Linked DNA regions of Hordeum vulgare: region 2 is linked to region 1. The links are chromatin contacts, called in public Hi-C maps. All regions are on one chromosome and are shown on one strand. Each heading gives the region's core, a stretch centred on a gene start, on an enhancer-like site or on the middle of the called end of the contact. The rest is flanking DNA. Distances are from core to core; before and after follow the strand shown.

Region 1 (3,297 bases), core at 754-3,253:
TATAAGACTTTCTTCAGGCTTGTCCCTTGCTACAAAAGGGATTGGGCCACTTGCTGCACCGTTGCTACTACTTGTTACTTGTTACTTTTCGCTTGCTATGTTTCACCTCACTACACCATCACTTGTTACCGCTACTTTCAGTGCTTGCAGTTATTACCTTGCTGAAAACCGTTTATCAGAGCCTTCTCCTCCTCGTTGGGTTCGACACTCTTACTTATCGAAAGGACTACGATTGATCCCCTATACTTGTGGGTCATCACACTTGGCACTGAGTTAATAAGTTAGTCCCCAAAAAGATATAAAAGGCATACAAAACATCCAAAGTTTGACAAGATAATAGCATGAAATCATCAAAAAATATAGATACGTTGGATACGCATCAAACATCCACGAGGTTGTGTCCCCCGTGCCATCCGGAAACACCACTTGGTTTAAAAGATTCCATAGGTAAGCCCTGGCGTACCTCTCCACAACATCCGTACTAGCACCCTTTGGGCACTTGCGAAAATGTTCCTGTATCCACGAGAACAACACGTCGGATGGCCTAGGATCCTTCCTGGTTTCATGAGTCCACGACTCATGTTCAACACCAACCAATGCTGCAACCCGTTGTCGCCATCCATCAGACCTAACCTTCCTAGTAAGAGCCCTGCCCTCGATCGAAAGCCCGGTGATCATATCAATATCCTCCAAAGTTATGGTCATCTCACCAAGAGCAAGGTGAAAAGAGTGCGTCTCAGGCTTCCAACGGTCCGTAAGGGTGGTAAGGGATGTGGTGCTCAACCATGGTGGTGTGCCTTTAAAGTTGAGCACAAACTAAAGAAGATCCATTCTTCTAAAATAAGGCTCGTACCGAGGGTCATATAAGAGAGATTCATTCGGGTTGTGCCCCCTCAACCGAAGTAGTGGAGGAACCTAAACAAACAAACACATAATTTATTACTTCTCACAACTTGTCACAATATGAAAATCAACCAATATAGAAAGATAATCATCAAGACCAGGATAATTACCTCCCCTCTTTCCACTAGCACCGCACGATGCTTCTGCTCATAGAAATCATCAAGGCTCGGATATTTATCCGGCTGAAACATCCTAAATAATATAAACAAATACTTTTAGGATATGCATTCACCATCACACTTGCAACTATAAAAAATACACAAATTTACATCATGATTCGCAATGCACTCATTCTTGGCCAACCCTCATCCGTACTACTAAATCATATGATACTAGACAACTAAATCATCACCAAAATTTGTTTTACTAGAAAACCTAGGTTGCACCTAGTGCCATAAAAAGCTCAAAAAAATACAAAGTTATTGCAAGAAGTGATTGGAGGGATTGAAGGAGCTTACCGGCCTCTTCGATTTGCCCCAAAGATTCGCAAAAATGGTTGAGGGAGGAGGAAGATCGAAGGGGGGGGGGTCGGGAGGAGGAGAGAGGCGTTTTTCACCTTTGTTCGCAGGGAGGAGAGGAGGAAGAGCGGGTGGATGGGTGGGTGGTGGGGCGGGCCGAAACAGATATAGGCCGTAGAAACGCTAGGCTGCTTGACGTTGCGGTTGTGGTCGAAAACGCGCAGTAGTCTGGCGTTGCCGTTGTGGCCGGCAACGCAGAGTGGACCGGCGTTTCATAGTTTACCAGCGACGCCGCGGACTGTGGTACTACCTCCGTCACGGTTTAGAAGGCACAGTTAAATTTACGTGCATTTCCATAATAGACAAGGTTTAAGGCGCATTGCATTTACTCCTAATAGCTAATTAATATTTCGTTGTACTACTTCTATATGCATGAATGCTTTTTTAAACTCATTTCACATACCTCAATGTAATTAGATCGATCTTAAATGTTTCCCTATTTTTTGGATATTTATCTCCAAAGCTTCCTCACAGGCCACAGCCGCTACGGTCTTCTGGCCTGCTTGGGCCCACGACCACGTTGCCAGCTTCCAGTCGGCCAGGAGGCCATTGACTCGCCCACACCAGCGGAAGCGGCATCTCGCACGGGGCTCCACCTCCCCTCGTCGTTCCCGCACCAAACGCCAGCGAGTCCACCTCCACCTCCACCTCCACCTCACCCTTCTCTCTCTGGAGCGAGCCGGCACGGCAGCCTCGTAGCTGCACGCCTGCACGTCCCTCTCCGCCCCTCACCTCGCGCCGCGCCCACACTCCCACGAGGGCCTCGAAGCTCTCGCCTTCCACGCGGCGCGGCCAATGCGAACGCGGCGTCGCGGGCGCCAGTAGCACAGCATCCCCCCCGGCCCGGTCGGGTCAACCCCGCCGTCGTCGTCCACGCGGGCGGGGGGTATGGGGCGCAACAGCGAAACGTCGGTGGCCGGAGAGGGGAGCGGGAGCGGCGACCTTCGGAGGAGGAGAGGGGGCCGGGACGGGGCGGGCGCCTCGTCCTCGTCTTCCTCCTCCTTCGCCGAGGGGACGAGGGAGTTCGTGCTGAGCTCCATGGACGAGAGGTTCTCCGGATCGGTCGACGCCGATGGGTTCCCCTCCTCGCGTCGTGAAGGTTCGCCTCGAGTTTTTTTTTTTTTTGTTCTGTGCCTGGTCCCTGGTGGGCGCATGATCTGTAAGGATTCAGCAATACACCTGTGTTCTGAATTTGAGACGTCAGGGGGTTTATATTCAGAAAGGCAAACCTTGCCTTTGGTGTCGTCGAGTTCAGTATCACTGACAATGTAAATGTCTGACGGATTGGGTGGTTTACGTTATAGTATGAAAAAAGGGGCCTGCCTTTATGCTTTTAGTCAAGGTAACCTCGAAATATTGAAGTGGAAGAGTTCAGCCCAAGGTGTAAACCGTAGTGTTGAGTGTAGCTGGTAGCTGCGCTAGGCCTTATAATTTTGCTCCTGCTGTGGAGAACTAGTGGACTGGTTATCATTACAATATTTTGATTTTGATTTCTGTGGTTCATCCTAGTCATGTTCTTTCTTTATCAAGCTATAGTGATTTCAGTTCCTCCTAAAAGGAATAATCGTGTTTTGAATGGAACTGTACGGAACACCATGTAGAAATCATCTGTCTCAAACGGTCAATGTTTTTTTTTTTGAGAGAACTCAAATTCTCAATGTTAGTGTTGCAATTTACTCTCTCCGTCCCATAATATTAGAGCGTTTTTGACACTACACTGTGTCAAACATGCTCTTATATTATGGGATGGAGGGAGTAGTTCCCAATTGTATCAGTTGGGTCGACTGATGACGCCACTTTGCTCTCTATTCAGAATTAAGTCATTTTCGCTTGTTAAAAAAAATCTGGAAAATCAACTAATAGAACAACAGAAATG
Region 2 (3,047 bases), core at 547-3,046, 220 kb before region 1:
ATGGATATGTTCTGAAACGTGTATTCCCACACAAGATGAAAGCACTGTTATGAAAGTACACTCATTACTGAAGAATGTTGTCAGACTAAAGATGGTGTCTGACTTATGCTTTTTGAAAATATTTGATAAAACACCGCGAACCGCTGACCCACCAAGTGGTGGAAAGTATTCAAATGTTCAGAAGGTTGCAATTTCTAGAGTAAAGAAGGTCATAGAAGAAGGCCAGAAGGGTAGTCTAGCTACTTCAACAAGATGGATTGTGTTTTGTGTTAGCAGGCTGATCTTATAAAAATTATACTTCCTTCGTTCTTAAATATAGGTCTTTCTAGATCTTTCACAACGGATTATATACGGATGTATATAAATATATTTTAAAATGTAGATTCACTCATTTCACTTCTTATGTAGTTTGTAGTAAAATTTCTAGAAAGATTTATATTTAAAAACGAAGTGAGCAGTTAGCAAATGAAATCCTAATAACTTCAATCGTGTGGCATATTATTATGTGGCAAACAAAGAAATGCACCCTCTGTTCACACAAATATAAGACGCTTTGGCAGTTTAAATTAAACACACCTCTTTAAGCCGTCTCTGGTTTGCCTCCTCCTGGAACACACATAAAACATATCACCATCAGAGTTTGCTAAAACTGTAAGAACACACATCCGTTGAGACGAACATGCAATGCAAGATCTTTGAAAATACAGCTTGTCTTTCTCAAAAAGTAAAAGAAAACTCAGAACTTGAAGAAACAGCTCCGTCACATATATATTCGGCCTCAAACCACGAGAGGACAAGTGGGAGGGAGCAATACCTGTTCTTTGGACAGGTGGGCGTTCTCCTCTTCGAGCTGCGTGACCAACGACTCGAGCTCGGCTATGTAGGCCTGACCAACCAAAAATATTACCGCCAAACCACTCAGTTAAATTCACTTGATCAAGACTTCAGAAGGAGCTTTCGATGCCTGTAAAGAGGTAAAAGGCAGTACGTAACGAGTTTGTACCGCCCACCTGCTTCCTCTCTCGCGACCTCGCCGCCGACTCGCGGTTCTTGATCATCCGCTTCTGCCGCTGCATCGCGGCGCGGTCCATGGGGTCCAGGAGCTGCCGCTTCCTCCCCCTCACGCCGCCGCCCCGCGCCCCGCCGATAAACCCCGTCGTCGGCGTCGCCGCGTGCTCCTCCGGCGCCGCGGAAGAAGGGCCGGGGGCCCTGACGACGGCGCCGTCCTCCCTCGCCAGGAAGTCCTCCAGCGTCATCTCCGCGGCCCCGCCGGCGGAGGCCTCCTCCTCCCCGCCGCTGCCGCCGGTGATCTCCCTCCACACCTCGTCCGCCGTCCGCCGCGCGGTGACAGCCGCCGGGGGCGGCGGGACGGGGGGCGACGCCGGCCGGTCGGGCGCAGGCGTGGGGGCGTCGCCGTAGATGCCGCGGAGCAGCTCCTCCACGTTCATGGACCCCAGCCCGCTGCCGCCCCCGCCGCCGGGCCTCCCCGCGGCCTGCGCGAAGCGCGCGAGATCCGACGCCGTGTGCGACGGCTTCGACGACGCCATCACCCTCGACGACGCCATGCGGCCGCGCCTAGGCCCTCCTCCAGGCCATCGCCGCGGCCGCGCCTCACGGTTCAGCTCCGTCCCGTCCCCGTCGGAGCAGCGCGGGGCGGTGGTTGGTCCGGTTGGTTGGCGTCGCGCGCGTGCTCTCGGCTTCTCGTGGCTTCCCCTCCTCGGCCGAGTGTTACGGAAGGTGCGCGTGATTACGGCGCGAGTGACCACTGACCGGCGCGATGTGATCGTATCGGCGGGGAAGATGGGGCGGGGGGTTTATAGCCGTCGATTGCCCAATGATTGACCGCGCTTTCGCGCGGGTTCGGGGTTTGATTTGACCGCCGTCCGATCGGGCGCGCCGGCAGGCCCGTTGGATTGCTTCCCCTTGCCTTTTTCTGACCTGGCCCCGCTGGGCAGGTGACGTACACTGTGGGTGCCCCAGGGTAAACAGGGTGAGGATAAGCTGGGATCGACTGCGCGGGCTCCTCTCTCTGAGGCCGTTCCGTGTCTCATTTGTATGTACTTTTTTAACGGGATACAAATGTATAATATGCACGTACACTTATTTTTATGAATTCATTCACGTATACTTTATTCATATGAGTATCTTTGAAATACTGAATCGATATATTTATTGATGAAGTCTTTTGGAGTTCAATGAAGGCAGGGCCGGCCCTAGGGGCACGGGGCAAACACCTCCCCCCCCCCCCCCAAAACTAGGGGCCCCCAGCCAGGTATGTATATACATGCGAGGCCTTTCAGTTCCAGCGGTACGATTCCGTCACACAGTAGCATCATGATTAGAAACAACGACATGATTAGGTGAGTAGGCATTAGAACAGGGTGGAACTGTACACGCTTGGGTCGAGCGACATGTACGCCTTGATTAGCGATGGCCTCTTCCTCCTTCACGTAAAGAAATAAATCAAAAAGGTTGTATAATCTGCAGCGATTTTGCAGGCTCCCAACCCTAGCTCACCGCCGTCGCCTAAACGCCGCACTGCAGCCTACAGGTCTGCCTTCGTCCATCATCGCGCTCCTAATTCAGGTCGGCCTTCTCCCATCACCACGTTCCTAATTCTATTCTCCTAATCTCCTTCCTAATTCAGTTCACATCTAATTTCAGTTCAAGGGCCTCATCATTTTCCTGTTCTAGTGTAAACTATCACATGATGCTAACTAATTGTTTTTTATAGATCAAACCTTGCTCAGGGTCAAGGTTGTCGTCATCGCAGAGTTCAGATATTATTCCTATCAACATCACCATGTCTATCTCACACTTAGAAATCAAAGCAAGTAGTATACCACTATAAATACATATAGTGTTGAAATCTGTGATGGGCCTTAGGCCCATGAGACAATTTCAGAAATCTCTAAGGGCCCATGTAGGTGGTGGCAATGATAAGGAGTGGTGGGAAGTTTAGTCCCACCTTGCTAGCGGAGGGGGAGTTGGACCCCTTTATAAGGGTCTCTATTCTACATGCTATTGAAGCATGAGAAGAGAAGAGG

The links. Hi-C and Micro-C count contacts between places; a contact is called where the count stands out from the background.
Region 2: a contact with region 1 is called in a Hi-C map of leaf, with 5 times the contacts expected there. The contact joins the promoter of LOC123444801 here to the promoter of LOC123444798 in region 1. A contact is called at or near these places in 3 of 6 Hi-C or Micro-C datasets (leaf and seedling) and 1 of 1 datasets of contacts at active chromatin or transcription factors (embryo).

The regions. Positions count from the first base shown.
Region 1 is chr3H:537,906,823-537,910,119 of MorexV3_pseudomolecules_assembly, reverse strand. It overlaps LOC123444798 (sterol 3-beta-glucosyltransferase UGT80B1), which reads left to right and starts at 2,003. Exons shown (of 14, transcript XM_045121646.1): 1 at 2,003-2,520. The coding sequence starts at 2,310.
Region 2 is chr3H:538,124,241-538,127,287 of MorexV3_pseudomolecules_assembly, reverse strand. LOC123444801 (bZIP transcription factor 12-like) reads right to left here and starts at 1,796. Exons shown (of 4, transcript XM_045121649.1): 1 at 1,011-1,796; 2 at 815-886; 3 at 577-606. The coding sequence starts at 1,565.